Regions from separate parts of the Mus musculus genome. Here all the other regions are linked to region 3. Evidence: chromatin contacts called from public promoter capture Hi-C data. All regions are on one chromosome and are shown on one strand. Each heading gives the region's core, a stretch centred on a gene start, on an enhancer-like site or on the middle of the called end of the contact. The rest is flanking DNA. Distances are from core to core; before and after follow the strand shown.

Region 1 (5,032 bases), core at 1,959-4,458, 2.7 Mb after region 3:
TCAGCTAGGGAAGGGCTAATGACGCCCTCTCTCGTCCCTGCTGGAATGCTAATTGGCCTGATCTTATGCAGGTTGTGAGGAGGCAACCACAGATGCTGCGGGTTCATGACTGCAGTGGTCCTGACATGTTCAGGAGACACTATTTTGCCTCGCTGACTCCTGGCTCCTTTAATTTTTCTTTCTCCCCTCTCCTTCACTATGTTTCATGATCCTTAGGGGGAGGGAATGTGATATAGATGTGCTATTTATGGCTGAGCCCTCTGTAAACACCCATTTTCTGCACTTTGAGTTGTTTGTATCTCTGTAGTAACTGTCATCTACTGCACAAAGAAGCTTCTCTGACGAGGCCTGAGAGCTGCACTGATGTATGTAGTGTCATGCTTTGTCCTTGTAGCGAAACAATAATCACAGGTTCACCACCAGGGCCTATGAACTCCCCAGACTCAGGTTCCAGAAACACTTCCAGATGTCAAACCAAAGCCAGATCCAGATTAGAAGCTAGAGCCAGAACCAGAGCCAATCAGATCCAGGGCCTGGGTTAGACTCTGATGGAGAAGGGTCCTCGAGAAGTGATACAGGAGATGAGATGGTCCGTGATTAAGAGTGGATGCTGCTCTCGCAGAGGAACAGAGTTCAGTTCCCAATACTCACATGCGGTGACTCCCAACCACCTCTAACTAACTTTAGCTCCAGATCTGGTCTCTGTGGACACTGCACTCTAAACACACACACACATCACACTTAATAACAAAAATAAATCTCTGTTTTGCTTCTGGTTTTTCAAGATAGGGTTTCTCTGTATAATAGCCCTGGATGTCCTGGACTCACTTTGTAGAGCAGGCTGGCCTTGAACTCATAGAGGTTCCCCTGCCTCTGCCTCCCTAGTGCTGGAAGTAAAGATGTGCACCATCATTTCTGGCCTAAAAATAAATCTTTTTAAAATGCAGGAATTACTACATGTTTTTCAATAGTAAATCTTAATGGTCTTAGTTTTCCAAACAAACACACGGACTAGCAAATTAGATTGAAAGCAGGAACCGAGAGCTATATAGATGGCTCAGCAAGTATTGTCCTGTCCTGGTTGGTTCCATGACAACATGTCACAGAAGCTTGAGTTCTCTGGGAACAGGAATTGCAATTGAAGAGAAAAGCAAAACAAAACAACCCCACCACCACCAACAGATTGCCTGTAGGCAAGTCTGCAGAGCATTTTCTTGGTTCACGGTCAATGTGTGTGGGTGCAACTCACTGAGCGTGGTGCCACCTAGGTAGGTGGCCCTGGGTGGCATAAGAAAGATGGCTGAGCAAGCTAGTACGTGGTAGTCCTCTATGCCCTCTTCTTCATTTCCTGCCTCCAGGAAGGGGATAAGGGGGGGGGGAGGGGGGAGGGGGGAGGGGGAAAGGAAAAAGATGTGTGAATCAATTGTTTGGTTTGGGAGATAGGGTCTGTTTGTGTTTCCTCGGGATCATCGAGATCATCGACAACCGCTGTGGGTCCCAGAACAGCTGACCAGAGCGATTCAAAACAAGCAGAGCTATGAGGATGTGGATGTTCCTGTGGCTGGGAATCCTCCCGCTAGTGAGAACTGAAGAGCTCTGTGTTCCCGAAACCATGCCATTGACGCATTCAAGTGTTTCTTCAATTCTTTACATCTAATGCTTCGCTACAATTGCCTTTTTTCTATGCTGCTTCAGCTAAAGGGATTGTTGTGTTTTCAGATGATTCAAAATATTTCACAGATGAGTGATTGTGTTCAGCTGTATCTACTAAAGCTAATGCTACCTGGATTCGAGGGGTGTGGCCTGCCAGTATATCCAAGGGCAATGGCACTATACCCTCCCAACTTAGATGGGCCTCCCCCCTTCCTTTTTGTAGGAGTGTTCCTGATTCCCTTCCACCTTGGGCAGTGCCCCCTTATATGTATGGTTGTTATGTGGGGTGAATGGTAGTTGCACTGATCCCTTGCCTCAGGACTGATGGGAGCCCTGGGATGTATGCTTGTAATAGTGTGTGTGTTGTGTGTTTGGTGTATGTGTCGGGTGCAGCGTGTGCAGGCCCGCACTTCTGCCATGGTGGCGCAGGCCTTTGCCGCAGTGGAGGCGGGACAATATCCTCAGATTTGGCTTGCCGCTCTAAAGAAATAATGCTGCATTATGCCGTGGGTTGCAAGGCTAAGCACTGCACAGAGGATAGCTAGCTGTTGGCATCCTGTGGAAGGCACGTCTGATTGCATGAAGATTCAGTGTCCTAGTTCCCTTTCCCCAGGAAAAACAACACGGAGCTGGCCAAGACCTCTCTGGGTGATGAGCCCAAGGGATGGTTTTGTGTAGGGCCCCTATGCTTGCACACTGGGGATCAGATCTCTACCTTCACCCAAGAGGCTTGCTTGCAGCAATCAAAATCAGGCCATAGATTAATCAGCGTCCTGGCCTTCTGGTGCACCTGCCGCATGCAGACAGGACAATGTCCTCAAGTGTGGCTGGCTTGGCATGCTAGAGAAGTAGTCAATGACGGATAAGACTCCCTGGGCGTGTCGCCAACCTAAGACAGGGATCAAACCAATGCTGTTTGTCTCCCAAGGACGGGTAAGGGGCATTGCTGCAGGGGGCAATCTAAGACAGACATTCTCTCTGCCAAAAAAGAAAAAAAGGGAGAGATGTGAGGAGCAGGTGTGGCAGCAGTCCCAAGATGGCGCCAGGGACTGCAGCTAAGTCTTATGATTTGCACCTGACTTCCTCATACACCTGAAAATAAGCCATGACCATCGTGAGAGCTGCGCAGGTGCACCATGATGCTGGCGGTAAAAACAAGTCCATATTTGGTAGAGACATGCCCCTACCGCCCTGATTGGCTGAAGCTGCGTGCCTGGTGAGGTGACGTGGCTTGCTGTGAGTGGTTGGGGGCTGAGAGTATATAAGAGTGAGAGATCCGGTGATCGAGGGAGAAAAAGATGAAGCGAGAGAGATGAAGATTGAAGCTTGCTGACTAAACTGCTGTTAGAACTGGTGGTCGTGTCGTTCTTGCTGGTTGAGAGCAGACACGACAGTTGCCTACGAGAATGCGATAGTAAGACTGCATTGCTGAAGACAGCACACATCTTGGTCACAGAATATAAAGAAATAAAACTGAAACTGGCCTGGGAGCGTCCTCCCCATTAGCTAGCCATCATGACGCATCAATACAACTGACTACTCAGGCATAATATAGTGCAAGAGTGGCCAAGTTTGCCGGGCGTGGTGGCACACGCCTTTAATCCGAGCACTCGGGAGGCAGAGGAAGGCGAATTTCTGAGTTCAAGGCCAGCCTGGTCTACAAAGTGAGTTCCAGGACAGCCAGGGCTACACAGAGAAACCCTGTCTCCAAAAACCAAAAAAAAAAAAAAAAATAGTGGCCAAGTTTGTTCCAGAGGTAAGCAACCACTTTCTGATTGGATTTGAAGCCAATCCTATGAAGGGATTCCTCTCTGATACTGTAAATCTGGTCAAATCCCATGGTTGGAAAGGCTATAGGCCCTAGTTGGGAAGCTACGCTGTTCTTTTGGTAAATAGACATCATGTACCCATCAAATTGAAATTAATTAAGTGGGGCTTTTATAGGCCTATGTCTCTCCTTGCTGCTGGATTAATGCTCCTAAGATAACAGGGGGGAAAAAAACTCTCTGCAGGATTGTTGAACTTCGGAACCTCCCTGTCCCAGACAGATTCCTCCTTGGAAGTGGATCTTTTGCTGCAACTCTGTGTCTGATCGATTCCCTTTTAAGGGATAAAAGGACTTGGAATCCCTCTAGGGGGAATGCTCTGAACTGCAGTATCAACTGATAACAACAAGAACCTTGGTACCATTCTGGTCCTGCAGCCTTGCTTTTACATGATAACAGTGGTTCTCAAAGCATCCAAACAAACCTCCCACAAAGGCAAGCAGCATTAGAGAAAGCTACTGAATGAAGAAGCAGGTGACTTCAGTAGGGACAGTCATCCTTGTTGACTCAGGTCCAAAGTGTAGATTCCAAGACCCAGGAGCGCTTGCCTAGCAAGCATAAGGCCATTGGTGTGACGCTGCATGATGGAGAGAGAGGGAGAGGGAAAAAAAGAAGATTCCATTGCCTGTCTTTAAAAATCTTCATTTTAAACCAAAGCCCAGATAACTTATACCTTTGAGTCCAATCAGGGACTCAAGACACTGGGAAAGAGCCCTGCGACATAGCTCACACCTTCCCTGGCTGGCATGCCTGTGGTATCATTATCAGGAGATGAGTCCACAGTTCCTACCCCTCTAGGGCCCTCATGTATAAGTGATGTCTGAAATGTGAGGCCACACTGTCCTTGGCAGGGAAACCCGAGCGGAGGAGTGTCTGGATAGATTGACGTGCTGCAAACTCATTGCTTTCTCCCCATCTCTCTCCCCAACAAAACCTACCTCTACCTTCAACCTCAGAGGCCCCTAGTTGCCGTCAGGTTCCAGGAAGAGGCCAGTGACCATGACAGCAGGAAGTCACCCCAGGCTGGGCAGTATATGAAGACGTGAGCCAGTGTGAGGGCCTTGAAACTCTGGTAACCATGAGCCCCCAGTTAAAGAGCTTGGACGAGGAAGGTGAGTCTTCATCTTCATCCTCATGGGTGCTACTCAACAGGCCTCTGGGCACAGTGGGTATCGGAGAGGCAGTCTCAAGAGGCATGGGAAGGCCCTGCATTTGAGTTCAGATCCTGCAACTTGAGCAGGGTAGCTAGCCTCTTCCGACCCGACCCACCGATGGGATGAGGGTGGTTGTCACCTCTTTGCAGGGCTCCTAGAGGAACTGAAAATCACCTGTGCAGAGAGCCATGCATTAGTGAACTTGCTAGAGTTGGCCACCTATCTGCATGATACTGAAAGCCACTGTTGGCAGCTGTCTCTCCTTAACAATTCTCACCTACTGTGGCTGTCTTTCTGTTGCAGGGTGGGGGTGGGGGTGGGGGTGGGGGTGAGGGTGGGGAGATGGGAGAGTTCTGAACTTATGACTTTTCCAAGGGATCAGGGAAATGTTGGACTGAC
Region 2 (4,315 bases), core at 136-2,635, 2.9 Mb after region 3:
AAACAAAAAACCGAAAGAAAGAAAAAGAAAGAAAAGAAAAAAAGTTTGCTGGTAGGGTTTGCTCTAAAGCCAAGAGGCTGCTTTCTTAGCCAAGAACCAGTATTTTTCAGATTTGTTTTGTTCTGTGTTGGTCTTGTTTTGTAAAGTATTGTGTTCTAGTGAAAGACCCAACTTTTCATTTGGTCACTTTTCAATTTGCTGTGTATTTGCATCCCTGATAGACTTTGTACTTTCTAGGAAATGGGCTTCTGGAACTTGTAGGAGGAGCGGACCTCATTGGCAGGAGTCTGACATTTAGGAGACAGGATAGAGGTCTTGTAGACTGTCACTGAGATGGCCCTGAGGAGGGAGATCAAGAGTCACAAATCTTAACTCAAGGAGAGGTTTTTACTACCCAGAGGGAGGAAGTTTAAAGAAGGCCCGCTTCAACGCACATTTGCAGGTCCTGGCTCTGGTCTGCGCACACTTACTTATTCAACAAATAAAGGAAGGGTGTTTGCATAGAGTTCTAACTTGGCGCCCTAGGTCTAGCAGCATCCAAAGTGCTCTAAACTGAGGACTGCTACCTTCCGAAAAAATCGACTTATGGTTCCTAGAAGCTAGATGCACAAAGAACGCTGTTCGCTTCCCTGGTCTCTCTCAGCGCTTTCAATCTTCTCCTGACCACTATGCATGTATCAAGAAGTATCTCCCCGCTCGCTGCGGAGCACCGTGTGCTGTGCTTCCATCCAGCTCTAGAGAATCAGGCCCAGCTTGCACATCTGGAAAGCAAGAGAGATTTCCCTAGGGTTCGGGTGGGGATGATGTGGGCTGGTTTATTTAAGATGACATACTCAGAGCTAGACCGGTCCTAGGTACTAGGCAAATTCTTCTCGCAATTACATCCTTTAAGTGCCTTACAACTAACTCTCTCTCTCTCTCTCTCTCTCTCTCGTGTGTGTGTGTGTGTGTGTGTGTGTGTGACAGAGAGAGAGAGAGAGAGAGAGAGAGAGAGAGAGAGCGAGAGCGCGAGAGAGGCAGAGGCAGAGGCAGAGGCGCGGGGTGTGTTAGAGAGAGGATCACATTTGGAGAAGGATGGAGATGGCTTTCGAGTGCCTGAGTTCACCAGTTGGTGTGGCTTGTGCCTGGTGTCAGTTTCCTCATCTGTAAACAAGGAAAAAAGCCCATGCCCGGGGGCCTAGGACCGTGACTAGGTGGGAGACGTGTGCCAGGGGAGGATAGGGAGCGTCCTGTCCTGTTACCCGGAGACCCCCAGTGCGCCCGGGGAACTCCGCGGCGCAGCGGGGCGCGCAGGGGTGGGGCTCACGGAGGCGGAGACGCCCGCCCGGCGTCAGCGAACCAGCGCCCGCCTCTCAACGGCCAATGACGAAGCGCCTTACAGCCCAGGCCGCGACGGGAGAGAGGCTGCGGCGAGTGAGGCGCTGACAGGGACTCGCGGGGGCATCTTGCACAGACCCCTGGACCACGCCGCCATCGCAGCCTCCAGCCCAGTCCTCTCTCTGCCGCTTCTCCTCGCCATGGAGGCGAGGCCGCCGCCGCCGCCGCGGGGCTTCGAGCAGCGGACCGGGCGGCGGCCCTGAGGGGAGCGGCGGGCCGAGACGCCGCCGCGGTCCTGAGGCGGAGCTGCCGTGCGCGTCCCCCGCGGTCCCGCCCAGCGCCGGGCTCGGTAAGCGTTCGCGCCTGCCGCCGTCGGGAGGGCTCGGGGAGGTGGGGTGGCTCGGCCGCGCGTGGGAGCGGTCCCTGGATCCTATCCTGGAGGAGCGCCTCTGGCTTGTGCATCCTGGCACCGTGGACAGGGGGAGGGGGTCCCGGAAACGTGCGGGACACAGACAGGCTGGAACTTTGCGGACGTCCTCCTCCGGCCCGGGCCAGGGCGCTGCCGTAGTTCATTCTGAAAGAAAAAAACTTTGAGCAGCGAAAATGGGATTTGCTCAGGTCCATTTAATGGGAGGAGATAGGTGGCACACGCAGTGACCATCCCACCTCCCACCTTCCCCTTAAGACCCCTTCCTGGTCCTACTCCCAGGCCCCTCTCTGCCGCCCATTCCCAACTGTTGTGTATGCTTAAGAAGGAAAATATGGACTTAAGCTACCCAGAATTCAAAAGCAGCCACTTGGGAACGCACATCTCCTGTGTTTACTTTCAGTAATTCTTAAAAATTGCCACGGGGGGGGGGGGTTGAGCCCCTAATATTTCCTAAAAATAACAACTACAGAGGCAGAGATGATCCTGTCTATTAGAGGGTTTTGTTGTTGATAGTGATGATATTTGTAGGACAAGCAAAAAAATGTTCCAAACCCTCTTGGACAGAGTGTGATGTCGGCCGAAGCCCTTGGCTAGGATAGGGAATTTCTGTTGAAAACCAGCCTCATGTCCCCGGCTATGGCACCACTTGTTACCTGCTAACTCTTGAAGCAGCCAGAGAACCAAAAGATGGTGGATGAGGAAAGACTGGGACAGGATGAACATCTTTCTGTCTGGATACTCCTTTCGAAAACGTAGATCAGACGCTGTCATTTGTGTGCTTAAAAACTCCTTCACTTTCCTTCCTCTGTGAATGAGATGGAGGAAAACCCAGATGCCTTACCGTTCCCTACAAGGCTCTTGGCAGTCCTTCCTGAACTTAATCTTTGATGGTTACCTCAGTCCTCTCATTCTCCTTTCTCTTCCACGCTGTGTTTAGCCATTCGGAGCGGCTCGGCCACCCCCTCATATGTGGGAGGGTTTTGCTTTCAGGGTCCCCCTTCTCACCCTTCCTTGCCTGGTTCCGGGCCTTCCTTGTTTGAGAAGCTTCTTGCGGACCGGCTTCTTCTGGGTCCTGTTTAAGACTTCCCTGATAGAATTCGTCCTAGTTATCTTGAAGCCCCTCAACCACCTCCCAAGAGAAATGTTTCCTAGTGTTTCCTGGCAGCCTGCTTGGAGTGTGGGTTGCCCATACCGGGACTTGCAGACTCTGATTCTCTATGTCTACACGGCTGTCACACCTGGGAGAAACTGGCAGGCTTCCCAAAATCTTACCTGCTTCTCAGCATCTGCCTGACTATCCCTGAAAAGCCAACAACTCCTCAGTTACCTTTCTCCTCTCTCTGCCCCAGTGGCCCCATGGTCAGATCCAGGAGACTTTTGACTAGGTACCTTTTAACCACTGATCATTATCTGGGTGAATACAGAACCAGAAAAGCAAACCCCTTGGTTTAGTGCATTCATATACCACCTATTTGCCAGCCACAGTACTTGAGATGCAAAATGAAAGTGAGAAAGTCATATTCTTATCTTTGAGAAGATTACAGACCAATGGGAGACAGGTGGATATAAACAGTTACATCATAGGTGCTACTAGAGTAATAATAATTGCTGTTTTCTGTGTGCCTGTGACAGGCTATATAATAAATGCCTTACATGAATTATCTTGTTTAATCTTTTCAGTAATTATAAGGGCTCATTCTGACTCTGCAGGACTTGAGTGAGCAGATGGGGGCCTAGTCAGATCTAAATTCTGACAGTGTTTCTAGAGCCTCCGCCTGGGTAGTCTGGAAGGGCTTTCCTGGGAGGGGATCTTGTGATCCTAAAGGAGGGATCTGCACATTCGGAGAGAGAATGCAGGCAGTCTTGGAGGAGGGAAATTCTTAGAATTCTAACTGGGAAGAAGTGTAGCTGGCCTAGAGGGACAGAACAAGATAGGATTAGGATCAGAGTGAAGGCTTCTGTTGTTGTGTTAGGGTCATTTGGAGACTTTATGGAGCCTCATGCTCACTGATAACAGAGAAGTTTAGGAGGCAGTGGCCCAGACCCACAAAAGTAGAATATACTCTTTTAGACCCAGAGAATGATTATTCCTCTTGAGAGGAATTCTTACTCGGTTTGGGAAAAGACAAAGCATCGGAGAGGTAAATTCTAGCAGTCAAAAGGAAATGTAGAGAAAGAAAATCCATTCTCTTATCTCCTAACACCTTCCCAAGGATGGCTGAAGTTGCTAGCATCTGTGGCCTTTTATAAACCCTCCTTCTTTATAACATTCATCTACTCCCCCCTCTGGCCATACCAGTCACACCTTACTTCTTAAATGAGCACATGTTTAGGAAATCACTCTGTGTTAGCATAAAGTATTGTTTACTCTTTGTGTTGACATTTCTTTTAAAAAACTTTTTTTTAAATTAAAAGATGTATGTGTGTGGTTATTTTGCCTATATGTATGTCTGTGTACGACTTGTGGGCCAGGTGCCCTTGGAGGCCAGAAAAGCTGGTGGAGACCCATGAACTAGAATTATAGACTGTGATCTGCCATGTGGGTGCAGAGGATTGAACTCAGGTCTT
Region 3 (4,692 bases), core at 1,797-4,296:
GACAGGCCCCTCTTGGCTGTCCTCCTGCCTGTTAGCTCTCCCTGCTCTGACTCTGGCACTGTCACATGGCTGCTCTGTGGCGTTCTAGGATGTGGGCTGATCACAGCTGACAGATGCACCTGTTCAAGGGAGGGGGAGAACATCAGTCAGCTGGGAGCTGGGGGGAGTCGTGAGTCACCCACGCTGTGCACACATCCTGCCTGGGGCAGGGCTGGTCAAGGCTGATGCTTTCCCCTTTTCCCTCCTTTGCTTTCCCTATGAAAGCCCTCACAGAAGCCATATCAGGGAGCTTGCAACATCCCCTGAGAATCCCAGTGAGGACCAGGGCGCTGAGGGAGCAGAGGGTGCCCCTCACGCCAGCCTGGTTTATCCAAACAGCTTCCACTTTGGGGGAAGATGTGACTAAGAGAAAGGGACTGGACTGAGTTGAGCTGAGTTGGTAGAATGCTTGTCTGGTGTGTGTGAAGCCCAGGGATTAAGCCCCAGCATGAAGTGGGTATGGTGGCAGACACCTGTAATCCCTCCCCTCAGGAGGCAGAGGCAGGGGATCAGAAGTTCAAGGTCATCCTATGGTCCCTAGCAAAGCCTGCTTGGGCTATGAGAAACAGAAAAGGAAGAGAATGGGGGGAGGGGGGGACGACTTCAGGTTCTTTCCTTTTCATGTCTGGATCCACAGCCAAGCAAGGGGAAGTAGGGGCTAATGCAGTCAGGGTCATGACTGGGGCAGAGTCCCTAGTGCCATTGAGTGACAGGCTAAGAAGGCACAAATAGTCTCCAGTCAAACCTCCTTGGCTGCCTGGTTAAAGGCACACCTCTGTCCCCTGGAGTCTGCGCCTATCACTCTCCACCGGACACCCTCACCTAGAGCTTGGTGTCTGTGCTGCAGAAGGCAAGACCGCTCAGATCCAGTCTCAACACTGCATGCAGTTCAGGACCCACCTCTGTTCCTCACCTATAGAGTAAGAACAACACCAAGTCCTGGGTGCGCTGCATGAGGATAACGGTTTAGGAGGGGAGGTCCTGTCTGTGCTCAGTTACCGCTTCTGCAAACAGGGCAAATTAAGGTCAGACTTGCAAGAAGCTGGGGAGGCTCCCAGAGCCAAACTGACCCAGTGTCCACTTTACCACCTCTGAATCTGGATGCTGCTGGCTCTCTCCTCCCAACACAGGGTTTGGCCAGGAGGCCTGGCATTGTGGTCAGTGCCCACTCTGCAGGGCCAAATGAAAGCTACTAAAGGGACGGCTAGGGTATGGTGAGAAGGCAGGGACAGAACTGGGTCAGCTAGTGACTGTGACAAGTGTGGCCATCTCCCAGCCTATGTTAGTTGCTGTCCGTCCTGCTACCTCCATAATCTCCTACTGGTAGGGGACAGTAGGGACTTTATCCAGCTCCACTGTCACTGTGGTGCTGGCTTCCATCTTGGGCCAAGCTACACATGGAAATCCAGGGGGCAGCCATAAGCCTAATGAGTTCCATGAGTGCCCAGGAGCCAATGGTGGGCACAGTGGAGGCCACAATGGCCAATAGAACAGCCAAGTGGACTATGGGACTCTGACCTCACACTCTGCTCATCTGGTAGGGGAGTAGTGGTTAAGGACCCAGGAAGAATTCTGGGAATTAGAGCCACCAGAGATGGGTAAAGGGAAGGGGGCTATGCTATCCCCTGCTGATGGACAGTGCCAGCTGTGTGCAGGTCTATGCACACATGGCTGTAGAACTCCCTGTATCTGTGGACACACAGAGTCACGTTGCTGGGCTCTGTGAGGGAGGGGTACAGTCATAGGGTATCTGTGTGTCCAATGTCTGTAGATGCACACAGCTTCACCTATCATCTGAGTGTGGATGTGAGTCTGGGACAGAGAGCTGTTTATGCTTCTGCTGTGCCAGTCCAGAGCTTTCTAGAGACAGGTGTGACAAGAGAGAAAGTACCTTTCAAGGTACCCTGCCCTTGTGCTCAAAGGGCTTTGTTCCATCTGCAGATCCTTCATGGTATTCTGGGAACTGGACCAGAGGACAGGGATAGTAACCTGGACTCTGGGGCAGAATGGCCTGAAATCAGTCTCCAGCCCTCTCTGGGCTGCTTGCCCTCATTGGGAGTGGGGCAGGAAGACATCTTTTGGGAAGAAAGACTGTAAGATGCCAGCCCAATATCTATTTTTTTTTTTAAATAAGACCTTGATTTCCTTATTTGGGGCATTCAACCGGACCTGGATCTGATCCTTTCTCCCCCTAAGCAAGATTACCCTGGACTTGTGTGCGGCATCCAGGTCAGACTTTCTGAGGGTCGGTGCTAAGCTGGAGCACACCTTTTGTTTTTTTTTTAATTTTTTTTTTGTCTCTCTTCTTCCCCTCACCTGGCTACTATTTCTTGAACTTTGTACCGGGTGCCTCTTTGCCTCCCCTCTCTCTCCATCCCCCAACAGCTCCACAGAGGCAGAGATGTTTGTGATTTTATTAGGGGTCTCATAGTGCTTTAAGAAGAAGGGGGGGTCTTCATTCATTCATTGATGGATTACTTGAAAGCTTTGCCCGTTGGCTTGCCCACACACATAAGACATCCTTTTCCATGCTCCTGTGTCTCACTAAGATCTATGAGGCTAGGGTCAGGGTCAGCTACCCCAGCCCCTGCCCCAAGGACCTAACTGAACAGGACCAGCCATGGAGCTAATTTCAAGCTTCTCTTCTGTCCACAGACACCCAGAGCCTCTTCCATCCAAAGGCCACGGGATTCCAGCCTCCCAGGCAGGAATGCTCTGAACAATTACTTTCCCTTATATGGATTAGCGAGAGTAGGGGCCAAGGACCACTGTGAAAATACTCTCTAGTCAAGACCAACATCAGAGCCCCACCTTCCCCAAGTCCAGGCAAGTCCTCAGCCCCTCAGCGCCTACCTTGGTCCTCTGCATCTCTGCTGCTGAAAGGGACCGTCACTAATCTTCCCGCTTTGCAGCCCGAGCAAGCCAGACTGCTTGGTCCGGCTGGCAGCTGCCTCATGTTTGCTTGGACCCAGACGCAATTGTCACTGGAGGTTTCTCTCCCGCCCCCTGCCCACTCCTTCCACCCTCCCTTCCTTCCGAGTCTTAGCTCCACCTCTCTTCCTCTGCCTCTTCCCTCCCCCTCTTATCTCCCCCCTCCTTCGCCTCCATCCTGACAACCTCCAGTTTCTCTTTTTCCTGTGCTCCTAGTCCTGGCCTCTCAGCCTATCTGGCCCCCAACCCCCCTTGCTTAGTTAGGCTCAGGGTCTGTCCCTGGTTCTCATCTCCCTCTAGTACAGGGTCTGTTCCTACCCTTCCCAGTCACAGGGATAGAAGGGAGGGTACTCCACCACCAGTCCCTGCGCAGGACAGAGAGGAGCCCTTGGGATTACGTCACTAAGGTAACACCTGGGGTCCTAACACCTCTTGTTGCTCTCCCCTATCTGTTAGTCACCTCTGTGCGACCCCTCATAGGCCTTGCTGTATGAAAACCTTCCAAGCTGGAGCGAGCACTTCACACTTTCCCAGTTTCACTGTCCTTTGACTTGAGGTTGGGACCAAATTCAGGCATTCAGAGCAACCACGGGACCTCCCCTAGATCTCCTGGCGTGGGACCTGGGGATGGAGAAGGGATCGAGGGTCCTGACCGTCCTCGGGAAGGCTCCTTCCTGCCCTGTGGGAGACAAGCTCTTGGGCATTTTCTAATGCCCAAGGGAATCCACCAGGAGCCAGGTACGGAGACCAGCGCCAAGTTTCCCTTTTTGGCGCCCGGAGGAGCCTGCCAGTGCCAGTAGTTCCCATGGAAACAGAGCCTGAGCCATCCCCTCTTTCCCAGAAAGCCCAGGAGCACTTGCTTGCCCTTCCTACCCTGTCCCACCCCCTTTTTATTGAGTCAGCCAATTAGCGGCAGCTGCTAGACCCTCCCCGGGCAAAACCCTGGGGCTGTTGATCCCGAGGCAGGAAAGCTGTCCCCAGAGGGGAGGGGACAGTTCTGCCATCTGCACAGCAGGACTTCACTCCGGGCAAGAGACTCTCCCACAGAGGGCTCTCTGGGAAAGAGGACGACAAGGGTCCCAGAGGCTCCGGGGTCAGTGCCAATCTTCCAAACTGACTTGGCATTAGGCAAATTCCCATAAGGCCTTGGAGTGGCATAGTGGGCTTAGAAGAAAAGGGTCATTATCCCAGTCTATGTTAATGATGGCAAAACTCAGGAAAGCTGAGTCTTTACCTATCCAACAAAGCAGTATATCCAGACTGTGTTCACTCAGAGCCAGTTCTGGAGGAACTCTCTACCCACCAGTTACATGTCCACGATTCAGGAATCAAGCCCTGTCCTTACTTGTGGCATTTTTTGAGAGGCAGGGTTGTCTGAGCACTCCACTCCAAGTCAGTGCCTCTTTCTAGAGAGCCACAAGTCTCTGCTTGGCTCCCTTGCTGAGATTCCACTCCTCTGATAGGAGCTCCTTGGGAGTAACAGGCTGTGGCAGAGCCAGCCTAGAACAGAACCCTTCCGTCCTGGGCCTACCAGGGAGCCAGCAACCTCCCCAGCCCTATCCAGCAGGCCCTCCTCATAAAACGTATGAATGGGCATCTGTGCCCTGCCAGGAGCCTCAAGTCACCTGACCCCCTTTCCTTGGGTCCTCTCAGACTTTCCCAGGGCCTGGGCATTGCTGGGGTCCTTCCAGGGTCTCTGGGAGATGGAGGAACGAAAAGGGC
Region 4 (4,962 bases), core at 1,335-3,834, 2.9 Mb after region 3:
TCTCTGCGTCTGAATTGGCAGGAAATACCTGGAGATATGGAATGCCTTGTTGAAGCTGCTCAGACCCGATGCTGGCTCAAGATCGGGGGAAAGGAATTAAGGCTCTCATACTCACAAGCCAGCCCTCCCTGGTAGATACAACTGGAGACATGCACTGTGTTAAACATGGACCCCCATTTCCACAGCTCCTGCCAGCGGGCAACCTTGGGCAGCTGTGTTTTCTGGCATAGTCTCCGCTCGTTAAAACAATATACCCATTCTGGAGTATTGTACCAAGGAGGCCCATGAGATGGAAAACCAGAGCCATGAACAGGCAAGAAGCAAATAACCCCGAGGCTCACAGTCAGAAGGGATGTCCCAGAAAGAAGATGCAGCACCTACGCCATGGTGGAATTAATGGGGCTATCCCAAAGGAGCTAGTGCTTGGTAAGTAACTTCCCTGTGAACGCACAAAGCCCTGGATTTGAACCTCAGCACTGCAAAAACTCCAGCTTTCTCCTGGAGTCTATGTGTGTATTTGCTTATTTGCAGAGGATTCTCCTCAGCCCAGCACCCTAATGAACTGGTTCCAACCACTTCGGGGTCACTCACTATGTCCATTCCAGTACTGTTCCTACTCTTCCACCAGGTCTGGCTGTCATTGCTGAACTGGACCTTGAATGATGTGACCCAGTCATACCTGGCCGCAGAGATAGAGAAACATTAGTGACCCTGAAGAGCCACTAAAGTGGTGGCACTTCCAAGTCTGATCACTAACAACTTCCAGGCTAAGCGTGAGCCTCACCTCCACACAGAGTTTCTGCCCTGTGTAACAATTCCTGCGAAGCGGACGGGATTCTTTGCATCCACCTGAAGCCAAGGTTCAGTGTCTTGTTGCTCAGCGCACCAAGCGCCATCATACAGGTCACCGTCCTCCAGACCTGACTGTGGACACAAGGTCACGGTGATCAAGCCCAGGTAGGCCACAAAGACGAGCAAGGGGGGGGGGGGGGAGACAAGGAGATGGTCCTAAGGCTGTGCTTCCTACGCCTCCCTCAGACCTGGCTGAGCAAGGGCCACTGACCTGGATATTGAGCCGTCCTCGGTGTGCTCCAAGACCAAAGGACTGGCTGCTGGAGGCCTCCAGCTGGCTATCTGAAACCCTCAAGGACTCCAAGCCTAGAGGGGGACATCCTGGGGTAAGGATAGAACAGTGAGACAGGATTAGATAGAGGGTAACCAGAGAGGCTCGAGAACGGAGCCTAAGCTTGTTCATAGGCTAGGCGGGGCCCCTGGGTAAGCAATACCTGGTTCTTGTTTCTCAGGGAGAGTGAGGGTCTTTGCTGGGTGAGTGGGCACCACAGGCCTAGCAGTCCCCAAGGGACCAGGGTGCCTTAGCTTCTTTCGCTTCTTGACAACGATCTTTTTTTTCTTGATGACTCGAAGCCGGACATGCCGTTCTGAGGTCTCTAGGGTACCAGGGGACAATGTACCAAAGAAGAGAAGAATGTCATGAAACCCAGACGGAAAGGTCTGCTAGCCCAAGAAGGCATTTGGGCATATGTGACACCTACAACAATTACTGACATCCTAGCACAGCACACAAGACCTGTTTCCTAACTCCACCTGCCTCTTTTAGTCATTTCTTCAGTTTTTCCTTCTTAACACAACATCTTTGGCTCACGTCCCCTCTGACTCCCTGATTCAGGGGAGAGCAACACTGAGCCATTAGAGACTGGTCACTCTGAAGGTCTGAAGTTAGTTTTTAACCTCCAGGCCTTGCTCTGGTCCGTCCTCTTCGGTAATACTACCTCCTGTCTCTAATCTTGCATCTACTCTCATCAACCTCCAAGCCTTCCTTATCTTCAGACTAAGCCTCGGGTCTTTTCCTGAATGAAGTCCGTGCTTGGCCTACCTGCTGGCCTCAGAGCTCCTAACTAAGGAAGAAGTTGGGAAGCCAGACAGTCTGCCTGCGCCCATCACGAGGCAGTGATCTTTCCTCCAGGCAGCCTCACTCCCTGTCTTTTCCCCTCCAGTCCATGGCCTTACACACCATCCTGCATAGGCTTGTCCCCTTTTAGTCTGGTGTCTCTTCACCTTTCCAGATTCTGGCCTCAAATTTCATTTGTGAAGAAGGCAGGCTGGAGTTGGGGCAGCCAGCATCCCGCTGGGCCTGCCCTAAGACTGCTGACTAGGTCTGGCCAGGATGGGGCTGCTGACTCAGCAGCCATTGCACTGGGCTGTGCTTGTCCCCGTTCACAGGGCGAGCTGGAGGACCCAGCTGGGGGAGTGGGTCTGACCTGCCCAGCAGCCGACCATGGGACCCAGAGCTCACCATTTGCCTTTGTGGACGGCTGTGCAACGCTGCTGTGTGGAGCCAGGGTTGAGCCCGGCGCCAGGCCCGGCACTGAGGCGCTGGGAGCCCCCAGCCCCAGACCGACGGAAGGCGCAAAGGCGGTCACTGCGAGCAAGAGACCCCACATAGCGGGAAGGGTCGACGAGCGCGCTGTGCCGAGGTTCTTGGTGGGTTCTCTTCTTCCTGCGGGCGTCTGCGGAGCCCCCCGCCCCTTCCTGCTCGCCCGCCCTCCACCGCCCCACGCCCCTCTGCAGCCTCCGGCCCGCCCACAGCCACTCTCTGGAATCCGACACCCTAGGAGGGGGAGGGCTGCGGAGAGCCGCGACATCCCCCGGGGGCGGCTGACTCTGGTGAACCGCGAGGACCCCCGGGGGGGGGGGAGGGCGGCGGGCTGGGGTCCAGAGACCCAATGTCGCAGCCTCACCGGTGTCCGGCCCTACACAGGCTGCAAAGTCACCGCACATTCTGTTCGACTGCGCGCGCCTATCCCATCTGCAGGCACCTATGCAAGGCGCTCTGCACGTGGTCTGAATCTTAGTCAAACTTCAGTTTGCAGGCTGATAAACTGAAGCTTGCATTGGGCCTTGTTGACGTGGCCAAGGTAACAAAAGCTGGGGGCTTTGGAAACTACAACTTGAGAGGAAAATCCATCCAGAACTTAGGGTGCCTTGCTGGGGTGGGTAGGGCAACGGGGAAAGACCGCAGGAGAGCAGTGGGGGTGGAAGGCTAGGGTTGCGTTGTGGGGGTGAGGGGTCCTCCATTAAACCCAAAAACAAACTGTGGGTGCAAAGAGAGGCGGCGCTTCCTCTCCGACCCGCCTCCTCTCTTTTTCCCTCCCGGGGCTGCCACGTTTTGGGGTTACATAACTCGAGGAAGGCAGCCAGAGCTGATAACCAGAGGGCTGGCGTCAAGAACCGTGAGACCAAGTCTAGTCTTAATGGGATTCCCGCACTTCTCGATCCACCTCCTTCCCCTCCTCCTCCCATCCTCCTCCAGGAGTTCTCTGACCTGTTTTCCCCAGGACCCCTCTAGATTCTCCCCACACCGGAGTCACCTGCCCCAAAGAAAGGCCTGTGCCACTGGTGCTTGCTCTGCCTTCGCTGTAGTCCCCCAAGAAGTGTCTATGTAAATGAGCTGAATAACCTCAAGTCAAGCCTGCACCTTTCAGAACCACCTTTCTGGTTCTGCAGCAGAACCAGAGCCTGGTGGAAATGCGTGGGGCCAGGTGTGGGGCTCCTGAACTGAGGCCACCTCCTATAGGGACCACTGCAAAGGAGTAAGCCCTGTCATCTAGCCCAACTATGGCACTCCAGGAGGGTCAGAGAACTCTGAGAAGGGAGTGATCACGGAGGACCCATACATGTCCAAGTCCCGTTTTGGTGCTCCCACCTAAGAAGCAGTGCTAGGCTCAGCTCACCAGATAGGCATAGAGAAGTTTAAGGAAGACACCATGTTCTACTGTCCTTTCTGATGCTGTGACAAAATACTCGGACAAAAGGCAACTTGGGGAAGGTAAGGATTTATTTCTAATTACAGGTTCATTCAGGGAAGTTGAGGCAGAACTCAGGCAGGAACGAACTTGAAAAACAGAAACCAGAGGAAACCCTGCTGGCTAGCTAGCAGGCTCCTGCTTAGATTTTTTATATAGGACAGAACCACTGTCAGGGGAATGGCGCTGCCCACAGTGGGCTAGGCCCTCCCTCATATACTGATTAGCAATCAGGATGATCCTACATAGGCTGATCTCATCTCTGTGGTTCCTCAGTTAGGTTTTCCTCTCTGATGTGTTGACAATAAAGGCTAACAGAATATGTTTTAAAGCACAGACTTTCTGAATACAGGGCCAGTGCACACAGGCAAGACCGTAGACTGCTTCCTTGACTTGCAGGCCACTCTCTGAGCCAAGTCTCAGCTCTAAGGAGGAGAGAAGACAAAAATACCAACAGGACAACAGGACATCTCAGACTCTGCCCCTACTCCCTCCTTCCAGACTCTCCCTCAGAGCTTCTATATGTCCCTCTTAGTCCCTGAGCCCCTTGGCATCTTCTCACACCCATGTCTTGCTAGGCTACTGTCTCTGGCCCCGGCCACTTGATACACAAAGGCAGGAAGTCAAAAGACTATTGACTCTAGGGACATGACAGCAACTTTATATCCAATCACCCACAGAGCCTGGTCTCTATCTCTAAGAGCCACATGGAGGACCTTTGGATATCACAGGGCAAGTATATGTCTCAGGGAACAACCTCCTAGGCTCCTAGTAGGGTGGGGCACCTGTCCAAAGGAGTTCTTAGACGAGGGACAGGCTGGGATCAGGAAGAGCTCAAAGATGACATGAGCAGAACAGCAAGCCTCACTCTCAAAAGGAAACGTTAAAGAATACAATGAATAAATAAAATTCTGATTCCATTTTGCCCTTTTGGTTCTAGGTGTGAGATCTTTTTCTATGCAGGAAGCACCAATAATTCTAATTTCACATACACTATGAACTGGTAGAACTCTATGGGTTTTGTAAAGCCCCGTGCCTTAGGCTTTTATTGATGTAAAGAGACACTATGACCACGGCAAGTTTTATAAAGGAAAACATTCCATCAGGATTAACAGCTCAGAGGTTTATTCCATTGTCA

What was found. Promoter capture Hi-C pulls out the DNA fragments that hold promoters and counts their contacts. Capture Hi-C pulls out chosen DNA fragments and counts their contacts.
Region 1: a promoter capture Hi-C map of hippocampal neurons shows a contact between it and region 3, with 3 times the contacts expected there. The contact joins the promoter of Tmc2 here to the promoter of Kcnip3 in region 3. A contact is called at or near these places in 2 of 39 promoter capture datasets (hippocampal neurons and liver).
Region 2: a promoter capture Hi-C map of hippocampal neurons shows a contact between it and region 3, with 2.4 times the contacts expected there. The contact joins the promoter of Ptpra here to the promoter of Kcnip3 in region 3. A contact is called at or near these places in 2 of 39 promoter capture datasets (hippocampal neurons and liver).
Region 4: a promoter capture Hi-C map of liver shows a contact between it and region 3, with 6 times the contacts expected there. The contact joins the promoter of Cpxm1 here to the promoter of Kcnip3 in region 3. A contact is called at or near these places in 5 of 39 promoter capture datasets (hematopoietic stem and progenitor cells, hippocampal neurons, liver and 1 more) and 1 of 9 other capture datasets (liver).

Annotation. Positions count from the first base shown.
Region 1 is chr2:130,191,986-130,197,017 of GRCm38.p6, forward strand. It overlaps Tmc2 (transmembrane channel-like gene family 2), which reads left to right and starts at 3,209. Exons shown (of 20, transcript NM_138655.1): 1 at 3,209-3,409; 2 at 4,438-4,591. The coding sequence starts at 4,558.
Region 2 is chr2:130,448,893-130,453,207 of GRCm38.p6, forward strand. Ptpra (protein tyrosine phosphatase, receptor type, A) reads left to right here and starts at 1,386. Exons shown (of 21, transcript NM_001163688.1): 1 at 1,386-1,666. Gm52562 (predicted gene, 52562) reads right to left here and starts at 2,678. Exons shown (of 3, transcript NR_165481.1): 1 at 2,643-2,678; 2 at 2,401-2,552; 3 at 1-1,891.
Region 3 is chr2:127,518,346-127,523,037 of GRCm38.p6, forward strand. Kcnip3 (Kv channel interacting protein 3, calsenilin) reads right to left here and starts at 3,047. Exons shown (of 9, transcript NM_019789.4): 1 at 2,893-3,047. The coding sequence starts at 2,907. All of the region lies in intron 2 of Gm35478 (a long non-coding RNA gene), which reads left to right.
Region 4 is chr2:130,395,045-130,400,006 of GRCm38.p6, forward strand. Cpxm1 (carboxypeptidase X 1 (M14 family)) reads right to left here and starts at 2,585. Exons shown (of 14, transcript NM_019696.2): 1 at 2,315-2,585; 2 at 1,287-1,448; 3 at 1,064-1,173; 4 at 785-924; 5 at 592-679; 6 at 1-28. The coding sequence starts at 2,462.